2 separate regions of the Sus scrofa genome follow, and region 2 is linked to region 1. Evidence: chromatin contacts called from public HiChIP or PLAC-seq data. All regions are on one chromosome and are shown on one strand. The core of a region is the stretch at or near the end of the contact, and the rest is flanking DNA. Distances in the headings are between cores, read along the strand shown. Region 1 has its middle 24 kb from the start of SIAH2. Region 2 overlaps MED12L (mediator of RNA polymerase II transcription subunit 12-like protein).

Region 1 (3,476 bases), core at 926-3,425:
AGGATAAATTGTGAGGACATTATGCTAAATTAAATAAGCCAGTCACAAAAAGACAAGCACTACAGAACTCTAGATACATGAGGTAACTAAAGTGGTCAGATCCATAGAGAAAGGAAGTAGGATGATGGTTGCCAGGGCCTGGGGGAGGGGGTAAGTGGGGAGTTTTTGTTTAAAGAGTACAGAATTTCAATTCTGCAAGATGAAGAATTCTGCAGATGGATAATGGGGATGGTAGCACAGTAATATGCTTTATGCCACTGAATGTTAGACTCAAAACTGGTTATTCAGGAGTTCCCTTGTGGCTCAGTGGGTTAAGGACCTTGCATTGTCACTGCAGTGGCTCTGCAGTGGCTCAGGTTCAATCCCTGGCCTGGGAACTTTGGCACTCCACAGGTGCGGGCAAAAAAAAAAAAATGGTTGAGATGATAAAGTTTGTTGTATCCACAACTTAAAAATAATTAGTTTATTAACTGATTAAAAAAACCCACTGAGGCCAGAGTTCCCCCCTACTAGACAGCCTCATTTAATTGGCCTGAGTACAGTGTGGGCCTGGGGGATTTTTAAAACCTCCCAGGAGATTCTAACGTACAGCCTCAGTTGGAGAAGTACTGATGTGGATGGTAAAAACCACTGATTTACACTGTACAGCAGAAATTGGCACAACACTGTAAATCAACTATAGTTTAATTTTTTTAAAAAATTGAAAAATAAACCCACTGGTCTACAGAGAAAGAACCAAAGCTGGAGTTAGAATACCTGGGTTCTTTATCATTCAAAGCTACATGAGCGCCTGAAAATTTGCTGAGCCTCAGTTTACCCCTTTATGAATAAATTTACATGACAAACTCACCCTGTGGTTGTGGTGTAAGGATTTATTTAAGTTAGACTACATGAAAAGATTTTATACTTTAACAATCATAAGACATAACTAGATGAAAGAAAAATAAGCATAGAGATCATTTGCTTTTCTCCTTGACATCTAGATGTCTTTATTCAACCCCCCAAAGTGAAATGAATCTCTCCTTCCCTCCCTCAAAATTTCAAAGAACCTTGTTAGCCTCATTTTTTGCAGCACAAACCCTGTATCCAAGTGTGCTGTATATACATACAACTGCTACCCCACAGATCTTGCTTCCAAAGAGGCTGACCAAGTCTGATGCATGGCCACAGGCCTCACGGTGCCCAGCACACAGTGGACATTCTATAAAGATTTGCTGAGTCAGGTTGAACTGCATTATTTAACAGCATGTAAACCTAAGGCATTCGGTGTATTTCAAACAATATGTCCCTGTCACCAGGAGATTCATTACTCCAAGGACAAGCTTTATATCCATAAATAATATGACACATATGCACAGAGCATGAATAGCGGCCCAAAAAAACAAAGAGATGCTGTGATACATACATGAGACTGCAATTCAAATAAAGGTGCCACTATTCCTGACACCGAAGCCATTAAACTCTACTCTTCTACTTAGGTACAAATATTGGTGCTATTACTATAAACTTGAAGGTTAACCAATATGAACCTGAAATGATAACATTTTATAACATGTAAAGGTATTTTTTCTTGCATCTTTAGGAGATATTAAAGCAATGAGGTAGATCAACCCTCCCCACACACGACTATCCACTGCTGAAATGTAAAAAGAAGAGACACAATGCATTGTTCCTTCCTATTATTTAGTTATCCTTCTCTCAATCAGGGCATTGGTTCAAAAATGTAAGTCACTCAGAAAAGGTTAATTTTGATGTATAACATACAAAGCTATTGTGTAATCTCATTTAGCTTTCCATATACTCCAACCAGGAAAATGAATTTGGGAAGAAATGGGAGGAAAGAAAATTATGATATTTGCATGTATGCTGGGCCCCTTATTTTCTCATTGCATTCTCACAACAACTCTGTCAGGTACTAATAATGTGTTCAGTTCCAAATAACAGAAACACTAGGTCTAAAGTGACTTAAGAAAATAGGATTTATTTTTCTCACAAGTCTGGAGGTAGGAACGGCTGGCACTGGCTCTAGGACGCTCTTAGACTTTCTTTTATGTCTATTACCTCTTAGCCACAAGAAGGGAGTTCTAGTTCCAGACATCAAAGCAGTGTTCAAGGCAAGAAGCCTCGCCCACTACACATGTTCCCCTTTCTCTTTTTTCAGTCATGAAAGCAAATGCTTTCCGAGAAAAGCACTCCCACTGACTTCTGCTCCTGTGTGTCATAGGCTGGGTTCTCTAGAGGCTGAAATGGGAGTTCTTGTGCAAGTGACTTCCTGAGGGAGTGTTTTCAGTAAAACTCTTAGACAGAAAAGAAAGTAGAGAAGAAAAGCTAGGCAAAGAGTGGGTTCAACTGAAATCTCACCTCAGCCTGATCCCACCACAGAGCTATCTCATATTGAGGTAATGGTTCTGGCTTTCAAATCCTCGTGTTGGTCAGCCATTGGTTGCAGGCTGCTGGGGGTGTGTGGCATACTCTCCTGGTCATTTCCAAGCAAGGAGACTCCCTCTGGCTGAGGGCAATTCACAGTGGCTGGGGGACAGGTACATTGTCCCACTCAAGGAGAGCTAGACAGGCCACCAAAGCATCTTCTACAGTCTTAGGGTCTAAAACTAGATCATACCACTACCTCTGGTTACAATGGATATCTGGAAAATAAGTATCTGGTTTTTCAGCCTGTATTGTGAGATGCCGAATGACTCTCGGTGACCAATCAAAAATTCCAGTCAAAATGATATACAATACTACCCAAGGCAATCTACAGATTCAATGCAATCTATCAAATTACCAATGGCATTTTTCACAGAACAAGAACAAAAAATTTTTAAATTTGTGTGGAAACACAAAAGAACTTGAATAGCTGAAGAAATATTGAAAAAGAAAACAGAACTGGAGGAATCAGATTCTTAGACTTCAGACTATACTACAAAGCTACAGTAATCAAAACAATATGGTACTGGCACAAAAACAGAAACATAGATCAGTGGAACAGGATGGAAAGCCAGAGATAAGCCCATGCACCTATAGTTAACTAATCCATGAGAAAGGAGGCAAGAACATACAATGGAAAAAAGACAGTCTCTTTGATAAGTGGTGCTGGAAAAACTGGGCAGATACATGTAAAAAAATGAAATTAGAACATTCTCTAATACCATAAACAAAAATAACCCAAATGGATCAAGGATCTAAATGTAAAGCCAGATACTATAGAACTCCTGGAGGAAAACATAAACAGAATGCTCTTCTATATAAATCAGAGCAATATCTTTTTTGACCCACTCCTATAGTAATGAAAATAAAAAAAAAAAAATAGGACCTAATTAAACTTAAAGGTTTTTACACAGCAAAGGAAACCATAAACAAAACAAAGACAACCCATAGAATGGGAGAAAATCTTCACAAATGAAGCAACTGACAAGCAATTCACCTCCAAAATATATGCACATCTCACACAGCTTTATGTTAGGGAAAAAAACCAC
Region 2 (3,006 bases), core at 291-2,790, 470 kb before region 1:
AGTGTGGTCAAACCTGGACTCATAACACACCTGAAAATTCATGTCTATGATAGGACTGCGTGTCATACCAGTTAAACAAGCAACTTAGGACAAGGACAAAGGACTCAAGGAATCCAGCCATTTCATCAATGAGAAGCCCTACTGTGAAGTTTTTTCATCCAGTTTACTAACACAAACTGTGAGCCCCTGGATGTCAGATTAGCAGCTATTAAACAAAAATCTCTTAACAGATGTTTCCTGGAGTGTGGATAGTGGTTTCCAGGCTAGTGCTTGTTGCCGGTGGTTTTGTTTCTTGCCAAAAGACCCCCAGTGGAGTCTTTTTTATTTGCCTTGGCTTCCTAAAGGAATATATAATCTAAATTCTAATTTAAATTCTCTCTCTTCTCCACAGCAAAACCATCACGAATCTTTTGTCACACTATTAATGACTAAGTACAAAATTTATGACTGGTCAGATATCAATGGGATTTTAGAGAGGGAGGCTGCATTCACTCTTCCCACACACAGGCCTCTCTGGAGACAACAAAACAAACAGGCTAACTGACATTCCTGGTGTCAAAGAACTACAGCTCAGGTAGGATAATTGCCCCTACAGGCAATCTACCAGGCTCCCTAAGGAGGAGTAGAATCTGGGATCCGAATAGGCGTGATCACATGTCCTCATTCAACCCACGCCAGGAGAATCTGACAAGGCAACATGCACAGCTGCTCCCTAAACAGCCCATTCAAAGACTAAGCACCAAAACTTGGCCTCATTGATTCTTCATTCTGATTATACCCACTGGTCATGCAAAACAGCCTAAGAAACACCGCTGTGCTCCAAATATTAACTAAAGAGATATGCAGCTCTCCATAGCACTAATTGCCTATAACCACATGAAAAAAGTCTCAATCGAGTCACCAAGGAAATTAAATTGCCAAAAATAACCACACCACCCTCCCACAAACCAGAAGTACACACAAAGTGTGCTTGGCTGATAGCAGCTTGCTGGAAAGAGAAGAAGACCTTGTCTGAATCTACAAATTTAAGGTGTGGTTTATTCCCTGGTTTAAAAAAAAAAAAAAAAAGACTGAAAAAGAAAAAGAAACTGCATGAGATCACCCACGGCATTTCCTGTGACTGCAGTTAACCTCAGATAAGTTCCCTGAAGTCTCATACCACAGAACCTTCCCCTGGACTTGCTAGAGCCTGTTCTGCCCACACATCGCACAGCCCCAAGTGACAGCTGTTTATCAAAACAACTCTGGGAAAGTTTATCTAATTGGTAAAGGAAACGTTCACATATTGAGGCTTGGGGAAATCATTCTTGCTTATACATTCTGGCTTGACTTGAATTTTATGCTAACTCGAATGGCCTGTTTCTGGCCTATCGATCATACATTGCACATCTGCTTTAATTATTAAAGAAAAGGGCACACTGACCCGAAGTAAAGAAAGCCCATGTTAAAAATAAAGATTAAATGCCATCTTTCCTGGGATATCCATGCTGGTACTGCTTTGATGAAAAGAATCCCAGGTGCCAAGATTATACTGACTCACTGTGTATGTGCTAAGCTGTGTGTGTGTGTGTGTGTGTGTGTGCGTGTGTGTGTGTGTGTGTGTGGTGTGTGTGTGTGTGTGTGTGTGTGTGTTTCTTCCTTTTGAAAGTCAAGGAATGGATCCCTGAGTTGTTTCATGTTCTTTGTTCTGACAAGATACAAAACTGTGCTGAAAACCATGTCTCTAGAGCAGTTCCTCAGAGTTATGTGAGAGGCTGTCTCCCAGGCTACAGTCCTCAGTTTCACTCAAATCTCTTTCCTATTCCTATTACAGACTGCTTATTGATGATTTTCATCAACATAGTAAAAAGGAAGTATTCATTCTCTACATTAAGTCTCATTCCAGCTCAAAACTTCTCAAGGCTCATTTCCCTAACTTGTTCTAATGATTTACTAAAAAGCTGAGCCATCAGTGCTAAGCAAAGAAACCATCTTATAAAGCAGTGTGCTATTCTCCAAGGGATCTTGCTTAGAATGAATCATTATGCAGGTCAGGGGTCCGGAAACCTACAAAAGGAGCTTAAACGTGTGCAGATACAGATGTTTAAACAAATTTGATGGCACCGGGATAATGATATGTTAAAAATTATAATCTTTGTTTTCAGATTAATTCCATCATCTCACTTAGCTTTAGCTACAGGACCAGAGCATACAGTTAGAGGACAGTCCCTGCCTCTTCCCTATTTAAGTAATACAGTTTCATTCAACAAACACTTCTGAGGGCCTGCTATAGGAGTGGGACACTGGGGATACCAAAACAAGCAACCAAGATAGCTACTGCCCATTCCAGCTGGGACTGATATAAAAACACATGCCACGTGGGAAGAATCTGGACAAGGCCAAGATATGAGGATGAGGACAGCTGAGGTGAGTCCTAAGAACAGATGAGAGCAGGATGAGATAACGAGAAAGGATACATTTTGGAGACTTGGAGGGATAAAAGGAAATGCCTTCTGATTCATAAGCATCCTTCCAAAACATATACAAAGAGGAGAAAAAAATGCACTGAGACTTTATTTTTACAACTGTTAAAGTTCTCAATTTTGACTCTTTGCTGATATCAACTAAAATTCATTCCTTCTGATTCTTAAGGATAAATCCACCCTAATACTAGCAACACAGAAGACCTCTTTGAGCAGTTCAACTAATTGAGATTAGCTATTCAACTTAAGACAGAATATTAGAGTCTATCCCAAAGTGAGGTTTTCTTAGCCGGCTACAAAATATGTAAATATCGTACATACAATTCTTTTTATAAACGGTTACTTCTGCCAACCTTCCAGAAGGTGGAGATATTGTACCAAACATGTTTCTTCAATTATAATTGTCCAATAAAGGTACACATACAACTGCTAATGAATTCCTGCGCCTGTCACTCATTTTAAGAGATTAAAAAAAATAAAAATAAAGCACTTTTTTACAATACAGTGACTAATTACGTTGTAATGCCATAATTCCTGCCACCCT

Evidence for each region. HiChIP or PLAC-seq counts read pairs in DNA pulled down with a chosen protein or histone mark.
Region 2: an H3K27ac HiChIP or PLAC-seq map of alveolar macrophages shows a contact between it and region 1. The contact joins two enhancer-like sites. A contact is called at or near these places in 1 of 47 Hi-C or Micro-C datasets (embryonic fibroblasts) and 1 of 2 datasets of contacts at active chromatin or transcription factors (alveolar macrophages).

The regions. Positions count from the first base shown.
Region 1 is chr13:90,993,815-90,997,290 of Sscrofa11.1, reverse strand. No RefSeq gene overlaps it. Among named protein-coding and RNA genes, the nearest start is that of SIAH2, 24 kb to the right of the region's middle. Within about 2 kb of position 2,175, at least 3 of the 83 cell types and tissues checked have an H3K27ac peak or open chromatin away from gene starts, as enhancers often do. A contact at or near this core is called in alveolar macrophages, where this site is marked.
Region 2 is chr13:91,462,960-91,465,965 of Sscrofa11.1, reverse strand. All of the region lies in intron 16 of MED12L (mediator of RNA polymerase II transcription subunit 12-like protein), which reads right to left. Among named protein-coding and RNA genes, the nearest start is that of P2RY14, 11 kb to the right of the region's middle. Within about 2 kb of position 1,540, at least 26 of the 83 cell types and tissues checked have an H3K27ac peak or open chromatin away from gene starts, as enhancers often do. A contact at or near this core is called in alveolar macrophages, where this site is marked.